Regions from separate parts of the Macaca mulatta genome. Here region 1 is linked to region 2. Evidence: chromatin contacts called from public Hi-C data. All regions are on one chromosome and are shown on one strand. The core of a region is the stretch at or near the end of the contact, and the rest is flanking DNA. Distances in the headings are between cores, read along the strand shown.

Evidence for each region. Hi-C and Micro-C count contacts between places; a contact is called where the count stands out from the background.
Region 1: a contact with region 2 is called in a Hi-C map of fetal cortex germinal zone, with 3 times the contacts expected there. The contact joins the promoter of PALS1 here to the promoter of GPHN in region 2. A contact is called at or near these places in 2 of 14 Hi-C or Micro-C datasets (fetal cortex germinal zone and fetal cortical plate).

What each region holds. Positions count from the first base shown.
Region 1 is chr7:140,407,985-140,410,684 of T2T-MMU8v2.0, reverse strand. It overlaps PALS1 (protein associated with LIN7 1, MAGUK p55 family member), which reads right to left and starts at 1,423. Exons shown (of 14, transcript XM_077941198.1): 1 at 1,175-1,423.
Region 2 is chr7:139,613,087-139,615,786 of T2T-MMU8v2.0, reverse strand. GPHN (gephyrin) reads right to left here and starts at 1,273. Exons shown (of 22, transcript NM_001257815.1): 1 at 1,119-1,273. The coding sequence starts at 1,182. It overlaps LOC144330299, which reads left to right and starts at 243. Exons shown (of 5, transcript XR_013396345.1): 1 at 243-474.

The sequences.
Region 1 (2,700 bases), core at 174-2,673, 790 kb before region 2:
AGCTCATCCTACTGCAAATAGAAAGCCTATAAAACCTATCCACAATACGCTATGTCCACAGGGATCTAGTAAAAAAAAAAAAAAAAATCGGTAGTTCTTAATTCAAGGACGCTTATTTAATAAGTTTCATTACCACCAATACTTTAAAGACACCAATAACCAACACGTCATTTGTTCCTACTGCAGAATTTAACAGGTTATTAACTTCTGGTAAAATCCAAAAGCATAATTAGTAAACTATCATTAAAACATGATATTGTTTTTTTAAAAAATCGGAAATATTAACACCTTTCACTGTGTCAAATCAAAATTTCAAAATTTTTGTTCAACTGACTTTCCGAATCTAAATTTTTACTATTCTAAACAAGTATGGAGACAAAACACACACTCTATACTACGTCTAAAATCTTCCCAATCATCAGATTTTAATTTTAGCATAAACTGCCAAGAAAAACCTTTCGACCGAAACTTACATTCCATACACATTACTGTACGTCAATCAACAGAAGGTGAGTTATGATCATTAGAAAGTTACATAATTTACTACAAAGATCGTTTCAAGCAACCTTCATTAAACATAGAATACAACAATGTACAGGCTTCAAATTCAACGTGCAACCTTAAATTATCAGAAACCATCAACAAAATTAGGCTTTTCTTTAAAACTGGTCACAAGGAAGCAGGAACTGTTTGCCTGTTTAAGAACGCAATAGGCAGCAGAATACCAGCAGCTGAGTCAGGCAGAGGAACGCTGACTACATTCTGACTTCTAAAGGAAAGCGTTCCCTCGCCGGATTCCCAGACCCGGCCGGGGGGAGTCCCGCGCGTCGCGACATCGGGGCGGGAGCGCAGGGGGCAGACGACTCCCCGCCGCGCCCCCTGCACCTCGGGCCCGGCTGGCTGTGGCCCGCGCCAAGGTGCATGCCCAGCCAAGCAGAAGGAGCGGGCACCGCGCAGGCAGCGTTGCTCCGAGGGACAAAGGTTGGGCTCACACCCTCCACCGCCGAAGCTGCCGCGCCTGAGGAAGCCCGCCTGGCGGCCCGGGGTCTCCCGCTGGCCAGAGTTTGAGCGGCGTGTGGGGGAAGGGGAGCCCGGCCGCCCCTCCCCCGCCGCGCTCCCGGGGACCTGTTGATTAAGATCTCCACAGCCCAGCCGCCGCCGAACCACCTCTTACCTCCGCGCCTCGGCTCCGCGGAGCCTCCCGCCCGGCTGCTCCTAAGCACTGCAGAAGCGACAGCTCTCCGGCGGCCCTTAAAATACCGGATAAAGAATCCAGAAACTCCCGACTCCCCACCTCAGAATCCTTAGTCCCCGCCCCCGCCCCACCGCCAACCTCCTCCGTCGCCGCCGTCGCCGCCGCAGCCGCCAGCAACTCCACTTCTAGACCGCGCGAGACCGGCCCCTGCGGCCGCCGCGAGACCGCGCACGCGCCCCCGGGACTCTGGCGCAGCGGGCGCGCGGATCCCAGTCCCACCCCGCCCGTGAGAGGCTGGCGCGGCTCGCCCAATCCCGAGCCGGCGCGGAGAGAGCGCCCGGTCATTGGTCCTCTCCACAGCTCCCGCCGGGTGCGCGCAGTCGCGCGCCTCTAAGTCTAAAACCCGGGCTGCTAGGAGCTGGCTGTCCCTGCGGAGCCGCTTCGGGGTTTGGCCCGCGGGCTGTGTGGGGACGCGAGGCTTCCCTGGGTTTCTACATCCCTTGGCTGTTCTGTCTCTGGATGACGGCTCCTGAAGAAAATCCGAGTCCTCCTGAAGAGATTCCTCATGTCCTGTCTAGTTAGTCTCACAATCTAACATTTCTTTTTTTAAAAAAAATGACGTAAACACCTGGATGTGTGCAGTGTTCCACAGAAGACTCCAGAAAGCCACCAGCAGCACTGACTTCTGAAAACCAGAAAGCAAGGATGGCAAGGACTAGAACTATTTCCCAGAAGTCTCCCGAAGGGACAGAGAGTTACGCAGACCAGCCCATGTCCCGGGCATGGCTGGCGCCCTCGGGACCTGGATGTGCCACCCTTGGAATGGGGCAGGGCTCTGGCGGGTGCGGGCGGAAGTCAGAGCAGATTGGAGTACGTTCTAAGGAGAAATACCAGCAAATGTGTCTCGACACTTGCAATAAAAGCCCTCGGATGGTCTCTGTCTTGACAGTACCTTCCGAGGAAGCCCATCCCACCTTTGAACCCTTGCAAGGTTTGTTAATCGACCTCTCCTTCTATGAGGCCAAAATATGCTTATGATTCCAGCCGAGGTGTACGGTTTCCCCCAGGGGGCATAGTCCTCCCTCAAAGCCTTCGTATATGCCATTTCCATTTCTCTCGGTTTTCCTCATTTTGTCCCACTGTGTTTTTCCATCTCGCAACGTCCTCAGGTCCTGACTTTCAAGTTCTTTCACATTCTTCCCCATTACGCTCCTCTGGACAGCCTATGGATTGTTAGTGTCCCTCACTAAGGACACTGTGATGCTCTGAACGAAGCAAACTATTGTTCGTGGTGGTGAAGATCTTTGGGGATGCCTACCCTTCCCAGATTTGTTATCCCTCTCAAATCTGATAAGCATTCTGTCCAAGTGTTTAATAAGACAGAGCTGAGGACAGAAGTCTGCTGTATGCCACTAAAGACCTTAATGCTCCTGTCATCAAAAAATTTCTCAGTAGGCTTCGAATACAGATGGACGACACAACCGAACTGTCTTCTTGGCCCATAT
Region 2 (2,700 bases), core at 24-2,523:
TCTTTTTCCGAAATCACATCACTGAGTCTTGAGCTTCCTTCACTCCAAACTAAGCCCTCAGATTCCAAATATAGTTCTTTAACCCCCGCCTCGCCACTCAATTACACATAAACCTTGCCAACTACAGAACCACAGCAGAAACCCCTACAAATCGGCTTGGCGTTCATCTTGGAAGTCATGCCCTGCAGCAACTGCCGATCGCCGAAGTGACGGATATTAACCACATTCAGCGCAACGGAATCAGACATGCAGAGCACACACGGCTTTCGCGAGGGAGGGAAACGCGACCCGGGAAAAGTGCGCTCCTCACCAGCCTCGGGACGCTCCACCGGGGTGGGGGTTCCCAGAAAGGAGGGGGAGAGGAGCCCGAGTAGGGGAATCCTGCCCTCTCAAGTAAAAAGAGCTGGATCCCCCGGCCGCAAGCTGCAGCCCGTCCTCGCTAAGGAAACGACGAGGCAGAGGGCCCTTTGCTCGGTAAGGCAGAAGGCAGACACTTTCTGAGGTCCGGATCAAGCCGATCCCCCATCCCCCGAAGGAGGCGAAGGGTGCCCCATGGGTGGCTGAGGGGATGCCCGGCCCGCGAGGGACAACCCGAGGAGAAGCAGTTTCATCTGATTAACACCTGAGTCGCGTCCGGGCAAGCACAGCTACTGGCGTGGGGCCGCCCGGGTTGGGGGAAGGGAAAGGGAGGAAGGGGGTGGAGATGGGATTCCCCCCTCTCTCAGAAGAGCACTAACGGAGGATGCGTCCGGGCCAGCCGAGAGCGGCATGCTTCAGACTGCGGAGCCGGGATCCCGCCGCCTGCACCGACAGCAAGGATCCCGCAGCGCCCTCCGCACCGGCCCCTCGGTCCCCGGGGGCCCAGGACTTTGTTTCCGAAGGCGCTGGGGCCTGACATCCCACGGGGTCGACCACGGCTCCGGCGGGCTGGGGAAAGGGACCCGCGGGAACACCCCCAATCTCTGGCGGTTCTCAGCGGTTGTAAAATGCACCCCCGCGGTTCCCTTCTTCAGCCTTCCCTCCTCCCGAGGCCGCAGAGAAGGGCCACCACAGGCGAAAAGCCTAAGGCAAGTCAGGGACTGCAGCCTCATAGGTCCCGCACCTCCTCCCCCGGTTACCTGTAAGGACTCCGACACGGATTTGATGGTCGTGGTTAGTAAGGATCATTCCCTCGGTCGCCATGTTTCCCAGCGCAGTCACCGCACTGACAGGAGCCGGGAGAAATTGGAGCCCGGAGCGCGCGGGCCGGGAGCGCGCTCGCCGCGGAGAGCGCGAGAGCTAGGGAGCCAGGGAAGCGCGAGGAGAGCGGGGAAGGAGTGGGAGGCCGTAGAGTGCTCGGTGGCCTGCGTGGGGGAGAGGCCGCGCCGGGAGTGCACGGGTCCGCGGGAGGGGGCGGAGTCAGGGCGCGCGACCCCAAGCCCGGCAGGAAGGAGGCGAGCTGGAGGGGTCGGTGGCCGCACGGGGAGAGCGCGCGGAGGCGGCGGAACGAGGCTGGAGAGGCTCGGGCCGCTCTGCGGAGCGCGAGACCCAAGGCAGCTAGATGGCAGGACTGAGAGGAAAGGAGAGCACACGCTCTGGAGGTTGCGGGGGCGGACTCGGGGACAGGGGCGGAGCTACACCCTGAGGCGTGGAACTCGTGGAGAGTGAGGGGAGGAGTGAGAGCTCGGGTGCTGAGTACTGGGAGCGGGAAGGAGCGGGAAGGAGCGGGCCCAGCCTGAGTAGGACCGCGGATCGCTCCTGGGTGCGCGAGTAGCGCGGGATTGGCTGAGTGAACGCGGAGCGTGTGCGCGCTAGGCAGGAACGCAACCTCGGCCGGGCCCCAGACAGAAGCAATCCCCTGCCGAGCCTGACACCTCGTCGGTTGTCCGCGCCTTCGGAAGACTGTAGCCGGCGGGCCGGCCTTCTGAGGGGACCGCGGGAGGAGCGACACTGGCTCAGCACGCCGGGCCGCGTCTTGCAGCCCTCGGGAGCGGCCGGCCGCCCCACTGAAGGCGCTGGCGAACCTAGAGGTGCCTTAAAAAGCTGCGTTTGAGTGGCAGAACGACGGCTACTATGATAGAGAGCCTGCCGTGGGCGAAGAGGGAGGTATCCTGTCCCGCCCAGTGTTAGCCGCTGGCTTCCTCAGTCGGCTCTCCCTGAAGGAAGATTTCCGCTTCACCTGTGTTTTAGGATTCCATCTCCAGTCAGTGCCTACAAGACGATCCTCACATGCGAAGCTTAGGAGTCTGAGGCAGGGCAACTGGAGTGGAGACACCTGGCTTCTCTTCCTCCTGCTGTCCCACGGTTTTATGGCCTTAAGCCTCTTCGCCGTGAGAGCTGCTTTTAGGTGAAAAGCATCTATCTCCTTAGCGAACGAGAACGTGTTCCACCTGAATCACAGTCCATTGCCGCAACGATTCTCATTTCAGTATTCGTGGGATGTGAGATTACCATGAAAATAGCTTTTGTTGCCATTTATTTCCATGTGCCTTTCATGAAACGTGTTATTAATCACCTGTGGCTGTTCTACGTTAGTTTCTTACTATCTTTCTGGACCTTTCAGCTTCTGAATTTTAAAAAGTTATATGCGTGTGTGTGTGTGTGTGTATACACACACTCATATGTATATATTTTTTCTTCTTAGCTGTAGTAAACCTGGAGGCATAAAAGTGAAAAGCAAAGTGAAAAATGTATAATATCAGTGTTTATACACAAATTTCA